3 separate regions of the Zea mays genome follow, and regions 1 and 2 are each linked to region 3. A link is a contact called in public Hi-C data. All regions are on one chromosome and are shown on one strand. The core of a region is the stretch at or near the end of the contact, and the rest is flanking DNA. Distances in the headings are between cores, read along the strand shown. Region 1 has its middle 7.1 kb from the start of LOC111589826. Region 2 holds the start of LOC100283553. Region 3 holds the start of LOC100284909.

What was found. A called contact is a pair of places that touch in the nucleus more often than the background predicts.
Region 1: a Hi-C map of bundle sheath shows a contact between it and region 3, with 3 times the contacts expected there. The contact joins the enhancer-like site here to the promoter of LOC100284909 in region 3. A contact is called at or near these places in 4 of 25 Hi-C or Micro-C datasets (bundle sheath, leaf and tassel).
Region 2: a Hi-C map of tassel shows a contact between it and region 3, with 3 times the contacts expected there. The contact joins the promoter of LOC100283553 here to the promoter of LOC100284909 in region 3. A contact is called at or near these places in 3 of 25 Hi-C or Micro-C datasets (ear, leaf and tassel).

The regions. Positions count from the first base shown.
Region 1 is chr7:38,767,657-38,771,172 of Zm-B73-REFERENCE-NAM-5.0, reverse strand. No RefSeq gene overlaps it. Among protein-coding and RNA genes, the nearest start is that of LOC111589826, 7.1 kb to the left of the region's middle. Within about 2 kb of position 1,837, at least 17 of the 20 cell types and tissues checked have an H3K27ac peak or open chromatin away from gene starts, as enhancers often do. A contact at or near this core is called in bundle sheath, leaf and tassel, where this site is marked.
Region 2 is chr7:38,708,473-38,712,258 of Zm-B73-REFERENCE-NAM-5.0, reverse strand. LOC100283553 reads left to right here and starts at 1,743. Exons shown (of 1, transcript NM_001156453.2): 1 at 1,743-3,108. The coding sequence starts at 1,882. The coding sequence ends at 2,937.
Region 3 is chr7:38,165,119-38,168,942 of Zm-B73-REFERENCE-NAM-5.0, reverse strand. It overlaps LOC100284909, which reads left to right and starts at 1,640. Exons shown (of 2, transcript NM_001157804.2): 1 at 1,640-2,316. The coding sequence starts at 1,815.

The sequences.
Region 1 (3,516 bases), core at 588-3,087, 600 kb before region 3:
GACATGTCCGGTGTGCCCCGAACTGTCCGGTGTGCACCGGGAAGTCTGTGCGGAGAGGTCCATAACCGAGGACTCTCAGGCGTTGTAGCACCGGACTGTCTGGTGTGCACTAGATAGTCTGGCCAAAGGTCGGCTGTGGATTTACAATAGTTGACTGCTATAGACCTCAATGGTTGGCTGACGTGGCCAGGGCACCGGACATGTCCAGTGTGCACCGGACTATCTGGTGCGCCCGACGATAGAAGCAACGACTATTTCTGTCCAACGGCTATAATTGAGGGGGAGGCTATTTATACCCCTTCAACTGGCCATTTGAAGACGTGGGAGACCAAGAAACATACCAATACATAATATAGATATTTCCAAGTGCTCAAACATCCAAGTGCTTAATAGAATCACTCGGTGATTAGCGTAGGTGTTTTGCGTAGTGCTTAGGTTAGTTAGACCGCTTATGCGCTTGCTCTAGGTGAATCCTAGTTAGTTGAGTGAATTTAGAAAATCCCACAAAACCCCTCGACTAATGTGTGAGCCGTTGTAATTGTACCGAGTGGGGCGAGAGTCTTGCGAGACCGTGACAACTGTAAACCCTTAAATATATGTGTATATAGGTGCATATTGTCAATGTACTAATTAACTCTTTGAGAAATAAAATGAGAATTTAGGGCAATCAATGTTTTAATTGCGAGGCATATTCTCTCCTAAATGCCTATTAAACAATATATGGAAATATGCATCATGCTGGAATTTTTTTGTTTGTGCACTAAACATGTGTGTGGATATCACAAAACAAATTGAATTTGAGAACTTAAACTAGGAAAAATAGGAAGGATAAAAGAAAACAAAGAAATAAAAAGAAAATATAATAATAAAAAGAGCCAACCTACCCGCGTCCTGGGCCAAAATCAAAACTGCGGCCCAGCCACCCCTCCAAGCGACCGACCTTCGGACTCTGCCGTGCACGCTGGTGTGGGCCGGTTGAGGCTACCAAGCAGACCCCACCTACTAGACCGTCGTCGTGCTTGTGTCGTGGGGGCTCTCTGACATGTGGTCCTCCCCGGTCAGATCGTCTTATAATTTTTGTAAGCAAAACCGCGAGCATGTAGCCGTCCGCAGCTAGGGTTGTTCTTATCCATGCGGGGCTGTTGAGATCCGATGATCTGGGTGTTGCAAACCGATACTTTGCATCGGGCCTATAAATTACGCCACCGCCTTGACCAAAGTTTCCCTGGTTTAGGTTCTCGACACCCTATCGTCAACACAGAGTGGGGGAGCGACTAGAGTGCTAATGGACCGGAGAGGAGCGGAGTGTTGCCGCTGTCCGCGAAACGGGGAGCGTCGTCGGCCAACTCAGGGTCTGTTGTAGCGGTTGTTGGTGCCGGTGGCTGCTGTGGAACCGTGAATTACTGATAGATGTTGGTCGCTGCCACGGAGCCACTCCAAGTCACAGGACTGCTCCGGGTACCGTTAAGATTTTCCCTCCTGAGTTCATTAAGCCCTCCACGTCCGGTTTGTCGTTTGTAGCACCCGGGTTTGGTCGCGGGGACCTTAAGTCATTAGGTTCCGGCGTGGGCATTGCCCTGGGCACTCAGCGTCGTCGCCCAGCCGAGTTGGGAGGTAGAAGAGGAAGTCATGGCCATGGATTGAGAAATCAACGATCTAGATTAAATCAATGGGGTGTCGATTCGGCCGGGTGTAGGGATCAGGCGGATCCAGGGGGACTTCTGTTGTTTAAAATCGTCATCGTCGATCCGACGTGGAACGACTGAGATTAGTGCAGAGGATACCCTTTCAGTTAGTAAAATCCATACCGCAGATCTAAGAACCGAGGGCCTTGGTGTGGGGAGGACGTGTGCCGCTGATCTGTGATCCAGCGGTCTGCGTTGTGTACCGGTTCAGGGGGTAGGTGATCTAATCTGGGCCATCAGAGATAGATCGTGTGGCCTAGATGCACGAATACCCCTTCACAGAGGGAAATTTGTCTAAAGAGCTCCTTGGTTTATACATATTTAATCCGCCATCCCGAGCAAGTCCTAGTTCATCTAATTTGGGACCCTGGTTCTTACGGTTTAGCTCCTGTATTCTATTTAAATATGAGCCCAAGTCCATAAGAGTGAAATACCCAAAATAAATAAGGAAAATCAATTTTTAGATTAAAAATAAATCTAAGAACTTAGAAAATCAATAACTAATTCGTTTTAACTCTGTTTGCTTCCGTTCTAGTTGCGTTAACTTCATAAGAATTTTGGCTACACAGTAACAACATAATTTATACCTTATCACATATCTTTATAATTAGATATTGCGTGACCTATATCTATTAGATTTATTGCGCCTGAAAATATTGTTTTAATCCATAACTCTCACATTGTAACTTTGATTTAGTCATTCTTGAATCTATGATCTCGTAGCAACACGTAGAACATTATTACGTAGTTTGTTGTCATGTTTGGTGTGATGTTAGTTCCTCCTATGCACATTGCTTGTTTGTATTGTTGCGAGTAGACGAGCAAGTGACCAAGGAGCCCGGAGCACAGCAGGTGGAAAATACTGAGTAGGAGCTCGTTGAAGCCAAGTTGTACCCTTGATCACTCTTCTTTACCCAATAATGTTCCTATTAATCACTATGATATTCTCAGGTTAAATTTATGGGACCCAGTAGGTTAGCCTAGTTTGATCTAGTTTATACCTTGCTTACCACTGAACTGTTGGGTAGTATCTGCTATTGCTCTATATGGTTTTTGGTGTTAAGATACATATGCTCATGCTATTTATTGTCAATGGATTATTTTCTGTCCATGATAAGATTATTATGTTAATTAGAACATAGAGCGATCACCCTGGAAAACAGTGCTACCATAAGGGTGCAATGGGACGCCCTTGGCTGATTAATTAGGAAAGCTAGTTTGAGTTAATGAAGCGTCCCGATCCTTTGGGACTCAAATGTGATACAATTACTAGTCCCAGGAAGCTAGTAACCATATTCCTTACTTCAAATAGTATAGAGTTCGAATAAAGGTTATTACAATACCGGGGTACAAGCTCGAGAGAGCCAGAATACAGAACGCAGTAGAAGGTACACTAGCCCAATCCACAGGCAGAACTAGGTGCAGACATGCCGGCGTTTCGAGACCGGGGGGTCCCTAAGCCGACGAGTGAAATGTCGCCGCGTGCCCCAGCCCAGATGGGTCGGCGCGAGGCCGAGCGCGAAGGGGGGAAGTGAGGTGGCCGAAGATGGGCGTGAGAGAGGTGGAAATCCCGCGGCCTTCGTGTTCGTCCCGCGCCCAGGTCGGGTGCGCTTGCAGTAGGGGGTTAAAAGCGTCCACACGGGAGAGGGAGCGAGCGGCCTCACGCGAGCGCCTGTCTCGTCCTCGTCCCCGCGCGGCCAACCCTCTCTAAGAGGGCCCTGGTCCTTCCTTTTATAGGCGTAAGGAGAGGATCCAGATGTACAATGGGGGTGTAGCAGAGTGCTACGTGTCTAGCGAAGGAGAGCTAGCGCCCTAAGTACATGCCGTTGTG
Region 2 (3,786 bases), core at 494-2,993, 540 kb before region 3:
TTCCTATATAATTTTGGTGGTTGAATTGCCCAACACAAATCTTTGGACTAACTAGTTTGCTCTAGTGCACAAGTTATACAGGTGTAAAAAGGTTCACACTCAGCAAATAAAAAGACCAAGTTTTGGATTCAACAAAGGAGCAAAGTGGGAACCGAAGGCCCTCTGGTCTGGGAGCATCGGACTGTCCGGTGTACACCGGACAGTGTCCGGTGCACCACCGGACAGTGTCCGGTGCACCGGAGGACTCCAGCTCAAACTCGCCACCTTCGGAAAATTTCCAGAGGCACTCACGCTATAATTCACCGGACTGTCCGGTGTACACCGGACAGTGTCCGGTGCGCCACAGAGGAGCGGCCTCAGGAACTCGCCAGCTTCGGGAAACTCCAACGGCTAGTCCGCTATAATTCACCGGACTGTCCGGTGTGCACCGGACTGTCCGGTGCGACTCCGGAGCAACGGCTATCTCCGCGCCAACGGCTCTCTGCCGCGCATTTAATGCGCGCTCTGCGCGCGCAGATGTCAGGCGCGCCCATTCCGGCACACCGGACAGCAAACAGTACATGTCCGGTGTGCACCGGACACCTAGGCGGGCCCACAAGTCAGAAGCTCCAACGGCTAGAATCCAACGGCAGTGATGACGTGGCAGGGGGCACCGGACTGTCCGGTGTGCACCGGACTGTCCGGTGCGCCATCGAGCAGACAGCCTCCCAACGGCCACTTTTGGTGGTTGGGGCTATAAATACCCCAACCACCCCACCATTCATTGCATCCAAGTTTTCCACTTCCCAACTACTACAAGAGCTCTAGCATTCAATTCTAGACACACCAAAGAGATCAAATCCTCTCCAAATTCTCCACAACGCCATAGTGACTAGAGAGAGTGATTTGCTTGTGTTCTTTCGAGCTCTTGCGCTTGGATTGCTTTCTTCTTTCTTGATCCTTTCTTTGCAATCAAACTCACTTGTAATTTGAGGCAAGAGACACCAAACTTGTGGTGGTCCTTGTGGGAACTTTGTGTTCCAAGTGATTGAGAAGAGAAAGCTCACTCGATCCGTGGATCGTTTGAGAGAGGGAAGGGTTGAAAGAGACCCGGCCTTTGTGGCCTCCTCAACGGGGAGTAGGTTTGCAAGAACCGAACCTCGGTAAAACAAATCTCCGTGTCTCACTTACTTATTCGCTTGGGATTTGTTTTGCGCCCTCTCTCACGGACTCGTTTCTTTATTACTAACGCTAACCCCGGCTTGTAGTTGTGTTTATATTTGTAAATTTCAGTTTCGCCCTATTCACCCCCCTCTAGGCGACTTTCAATTTCTCTATCTCCTCTCTTATGTTTCTCTGAATATTGTATAGTTATGATCCACTCAAGTAATTTGTGTGCTGTTACAACGCAAACAATGTATTAGTAGAATTTTAAAGTTCACATAATGCTATATCCTCCTTCTTAAAATAGTTGACACTCTCATTTTTAAAAACCAATTATTTTTTAACTTTATCTACATATCTAAAAATAATTAATATTTATAGTATATAATTAGTATTAATATTTGGATATTTTTAGAACAACCTTTTATTTTAGAATTTAATTATTGCTTTTTTAATAAATTTTGTAAAATATAAGAAAGTCTCCACCACATAATACTATAGCCATAACTCGACGGAACGAGGTTCGTGTACAGGAAAACCTGATCTCATCTCGAACGACGTGTATACGCAGCAGGCAGCAGCCGAGCCGTCACCACTTCAAATGAGCGCCAGCTGTGCGCCACAGTACCCCAACCGACCCTGCCGGCGACGGCGTTCATAAATTGGGCTAGGGCAAAAACTGATTCGCGCCGCCACCTCTAGAGAGAACTGTAGATCCCTGTCATCCAATCACCCACCATGCAATACCTCACCGATGTTGCTCGCTCCAAGGACCTGCTCAAGGTTGTAGGCCATTCGGTGATCAAGGCGATGTGCGATGGGGAGTTCCTCATGTCGAGGAAATGGGCCGTCGGTGGCCACGATTGGGAGGTCCACTTGCGTCCCAAGGATCACTCGGAGGGCCACGAGCGCCCGGTGACGCTGAGGCTCGTCTTGATCTCCGAAGCGCGCGGCGGCGACGTCAAGGCCAAGCTCAGCTGCCGCCTGGTTGATCCGACCGGGAGGCTGAAGCCGTCGAAGGAGAATAGCAAATCGCATAAGTTCTACAAGTCCGGCGATTACTCCGGTGCAATCCAGGTGACGGGAAGAGAGGATCTGGAGAAGTCTGGCTACCTGGTGGACGATTCCTACACCGTGGAGTGCAGCATCACGGTGCTAAAAAAAGCGCCGGCGCGGAATACTGCGGCTGCGGCTGCGGCGACGGCCATGGATCGCGATGCTGCGATGCTGCCGTCCCTCGAACTGCACCGGCACTTGGGCGAACTTCTGCAGAAGGGGACGGGCGCGGACGTCACGTTCCATGTGTCCGGCGAGAAGTTCGCCGCGCACAAGGCCATCCTTGCCTCGAGGTCGCCGGTGTTCATGGCGGAGCTGTTTGGGGGAATGAAGGAGGAGGCGTCCCGGCACATCGAGGTGAAGGACATAAAGCCCGCGGCGTTCAAGGCCGTGCTTCGCTTCATCTACACTGGCACGGCGCCGGAACTGGACAAGAAGGGCGACGGCGGGACGTCGTTGGCGCAGCATCTGCTTGCCGGCGCGGACAGGTACGGCCTGGACATGCTCAAACTTATCTGCGTGGGCTGGCTCGCGGACCGCATCACCGTCGACACGGTGGCGACCACACTGGCGCTAGCGGAGCAGCATGGCTGCTCGCAGCTCAAGGCTAGCTGCATCGAGTTCATCGCGGGATATCTTGACGCCGTCCTGGAGACAGAGGGGTACAAGCACCTGGAAGCAAGCTGCCCCTCGGTGCTCACTGATATCCTCAAGGCTACGCTGCGACCAACCAATTGAAGCGTCGAGCGGGATGACTCCATCTTCATGTGAACGATCAGTTACACTAGTTGCTACATTCTTTATCTTTCATCCACTTCTGATTCTGGAATCTTGATGCAGTAATTCTGGCCTTGGCAACATGTTCAGAATCATTGCTTCTCTATTTCAGATTATATTTTCCAGTTTTGCTATACCGTGTCGGATGAAAACCTTCTCTCCAACAACTGTTTTCCCTGCTCTTTTTCCCTAAATCGTATACATAGGAGGAATAAAACTACGATTTAAATGAAATTTTGCCTCACAGGATTCAAATATTTCTTCATAATTTATATGTGTTCTTAACTAATTTTAGTTTTAAAATAAATAGAAATAGAGCCTAGTCCTTCTCTGTGGACGCAGCAGCCCCGTCGATGATAATTCTTGGGTGTTAATTTATGGCTGTTAATTTCCTCATACCATGATAATCGATGTGGAGGGGGCAAAACAAAAATTCTTCCGCGGGAAAAGAGGAGATGGAAGGATGTAAACGCAAAATAGCTGGACACGGTTGGATGAAAGATCCTTGGCCTAGATTTAATATGTGCATTTGAGCACCATAATTCTTTAAGCATACGATATGTTACCTAAATTTTATGCCACCTTAGTCGCCCCTCAATTGTCTTTGTGACCCAAGAGTCTATTGTATCCAAAAAGGGATGTGTTGGGGACTTTTCTCAAATGCTATAAATTAAGAACAAGACAACACAAAAAAGATGTTATCGGTTAATGTCCTTCGTCCTCCGAAGCATTATTTCCCTTTAGATATAACGATCTTCGGACGAAGGTCATGAAGGACATACCTTCATCGTTACAGATTATATTGATGAA
Region 3 (3,824 bases), core at 391-2,890:
CCAAGGCCGTCTTTTGTAAACAAAAACCTAAAATCCAATTCTAGGAATAAAATGATCGAATTATTATTAGAGTATTCTGATTATTTTTCTTGGAGTTATAATGAGATGACAGGCTTATGCCGAGAGCTAGTTGAGCATCAGTTACACATCAAACCTGATTTTAGGCCATTCAAACAAAGGCCAAGACCATTTCGTCTAAACTTGCACCCCTGCCGAACACAAATCTTATTGTCCCTTGGCTTCCGAAACCACGACATGTATGGACAGAAAGCTATTTTAACTATAGAGATTAGCCTGCATGCTATCAGGTTTACTAGTCTAAATGATCAAGATGTTGGTGACTACCATGATCTAATGATGGATAGTATTGATTTGGTGATCGACAAGAGGTTGATGGCTCTAAAGGAGATTGAGAAAGACAAGATCATAGTTGCCAAGGCTTACAACAATAAGGTAAAGGCTAAGACTTTTTAGGTTGGAGATCTAGTTTAAAAGACAATCTTGCCATTAAGGAGTATGGATGGACTGGAAGTTTGGCAAATGGTCCCCATGTTGGGAAGGGCCTTATAAAGTTACACAGGTGATCTCTGGTAACACATTACAAACGGTGCAAGGAGATAAGTTGCCCAATGCATTGAATGATCGCTTTCTAAAGTGATATCATCCTAGTATATGGTAAGATGCTTAGAGAACCGATAGATTCACATCGAGTTGTTTACAACTTGTACTAGGTGCTTTTGGTTCGCTTAAGCTTATCCAAAAGGTAGGAGGCATGTGTTGAGCACCATATTTGACATTTGGCACGGCTAGACGAGCTAGCCCCAGACGGTCCGCGATTAGATTAATTCGGGCGAGAGTCCTTTTCCTCGCGCGTGCTTATTCAACTCATCGCGTGGGAATCGGTTGGGATGCACCTAGGAACGGGTCCAGACCTCCCCTATAAATATAAAGAGGTACGACCGATTGAGGCACCACCTAATTAGATTAGTCTTTCTCATCTGCAGTCTTCACATCTCCTCGACTTTACGTCGTTTAGATATGTTTTGGGTGACCTGCCGACCACAGGACAACCCTATGATATTTTCTCCCTAATGGATCCCTTCCGGATAGCGAGATTCAGGTGCAAAAGATCCAAGAAGCCCTCTGCGCGCCTCGCGTACTTTCCGTCGCTCATACGTGAACGGTCTATGCGCAGAAGACCGAAACTCTCTACGCAGTCGCGAACAGTCCACACTCACACAGAGAGGACTCTAACGCCCCCTGCATCGTGTGACGCCAGCCCTAGAGTTTGTTTGTTGATTGGCTAAAAAACGAGCCAACGCCTAAGTTGAACAATGAAAAGCAGCTAGGATGCGAAAAGCAGGGGGCAGATAGAAGGTTTTTAGTTTATCTTTTTACTTCTTTGAATCAGAAACACATCAAGATACTAAGAATGTACTCCTAGTATAAACACACCCCGTTCAAACATCCTGTGGAAATGAAACAATCGGCATCGGAGGCCAAGAATGCTTCACGAGAGGCGGGGTGCGTCCCAGCGTCCCCACCAGGCCACTACAGTCCAGAGCCCACAAGGCATGGGCAGTTGGGCACCAAAAGACAGAAAAAAAAGAAGAAAAAAAAACCCCCGAAGCTGCGCGCGGCCGTTCTCGTCTTCCAGAAGTCTCTCCGTATCTCCCTCCCCGAAGCCCCGCCGGACCACCTTAACCTCCCCACCACAAGCCCGCACACACCATCCCGCTCCGCTCAAGTCGCCTCCGCATTCCTGCCCCCTCTACCCGCCCGCCGCCGCGCGGACGACGGGAGACGCCGGCACCATGCTCTGCCTCTCGCTGTGCGCACCGCACCTTCACCTCCACCTCCCCCGCAGCCCGACCGCACGACCCGCCGCCGCCACGTGCAGGAACGCGCGCTGCATCGGCGTCACGCTATGCCTCCGGATGCCGACGACACCGGAGGAACGGCGGCAGAAGCGCGGGCTGGCCCAGTTCCTGGACTTATCGGCCGCGCCGACACTCACGCCACCCGCGCCCACGCCCGTGCATCTCACGCCCGCGGCCAAACGGCGCGGGGCGCTGCGGGAGATGCGCCGGGTGTGGTGGGTGTGCGGGGTCGGGTACTGGGTGCAGGGGTTCCGCTGCTTCCCGTGGCTGGCACTCAACTTCCACCTCACGCGCGGCATGGGGCTCAGCCCCGCCGGCCTGCAACTCCTGCAGAACGCTGGGAGCCTCCCGCTCGTCGCCAAGCCGCTCTTCGGGGTCCTCTCCGATGCCGTCTACATCGGCCGCGCCCACCGCATACCCTACATCTCCCTTGGAGGTACACAGCCGATCCCTTTTTTGCTCCCCTTCCCCCGCTTATTTCTCGTTTTATTTTCTTATTATGTTCGTGCGACTCCAGTAATGTTGGAGTTGGAGGAAAGGGAATTATGATGTGAATGATGCTCGTCGTGAAATTATGTGCATTTCATTCAGTATTTCCGAATAAGCTGCAATTGTCTGCATCTCCATCTGGGTGAATTATCTTCAATTCATAAGCAAACTTGTGATCATCAATGTTCCCAACAATGAAACATTTGCAGCAGGAAATCTGGCTGTATTTCTCTAGTTGTCTGGCATCATATGTCACTGTTTCTTCAATTGTTTCTACAAAAGTAAGAATGAATTTTAACCTAAGAAAATATCTGAGCCGTTGAACACATTGAAAGCAACACCTAGCTACGAAAATTTCTGAGCCGCTGAACACATTGAAAGGGGCAGCTATTTCACGTCTCTTTCTGAAATTGGAAACACCCTGGACATTGCAGTTCAACAACTGCAGTCAATTTCTCATTACAATATGTGTGGCTGTAACCATCTGATTGTCAGATGAAAACATGAAAAAAAAACACTTTCAAGCTACTTCTGTTTAAAGCACTAAAGTGTTTAGCACATAGACGTAGGTGCCTTGTTCCCTTGGCAATGGTATCATGACCTACTCGTTGCATCTGTTCTGTGTAAAAGATGCATTTTGGAAAGTGGTATATGCAGCCTTGGGATGGAGCAATACACTTTTCTTCCTGATGTGTACTTTGATTTTGTTGCTAGTCACACATTTCAAGCCTTGCCCATTTGGTTAAACCGACAGGTTACCCTTATTCTGTGGTTTTTGATGCAATGACGTGTGATTTACTCATGCTGCTAGTCACACAATACCTGTGCTGGTAAGCTGGTATTCTCATAATGGTCCCTTATTTTGTGGTTCCTATAAGAATATGCTGCCGGACTTATCTCGAGGACCACAAATCACTACTGACCTTTAGATTTACATAGGTTGTCTATTAAGACTACACAACTCTTTTTGTCATTACTGCATCACGTATATTTTCCTTGCCGTACTATGATATGGACAGCTTGTTGAGAAGTTGAGATGCATCTCCTAGCACAAATAACCGCAGTTTAATTGAAATACTGTTAAATTGTCTGCTCATTTTTTTATACTTTCTGCACTTTTCCTTCATTTGATTTATTATTTGTCGTGTATTAATCTTTTTTTTTGTGCTGAAATGCTAATTTTAATGTTTGCACAGAATCCTTTTTAAATAAACTAACGAGTTGTACAATTGAATATATATGCAATCACCAACCAAAAATTGCAAACCAGCTGCTTTTGGTTTATTGAACAATAAATTTTTTGCTGTAAGATCAGGACTAGACGACTAGTCACTAAGCTCCAATAAAAATAAAAAGTATCTAGAGAATTTTTTTATGATGCTTTTGTTGATCCTGTGGTTTACTGTCAAACTGTTCAGTGTCATAACTATTTGTTACTCAGCTGTTAATCAGAAA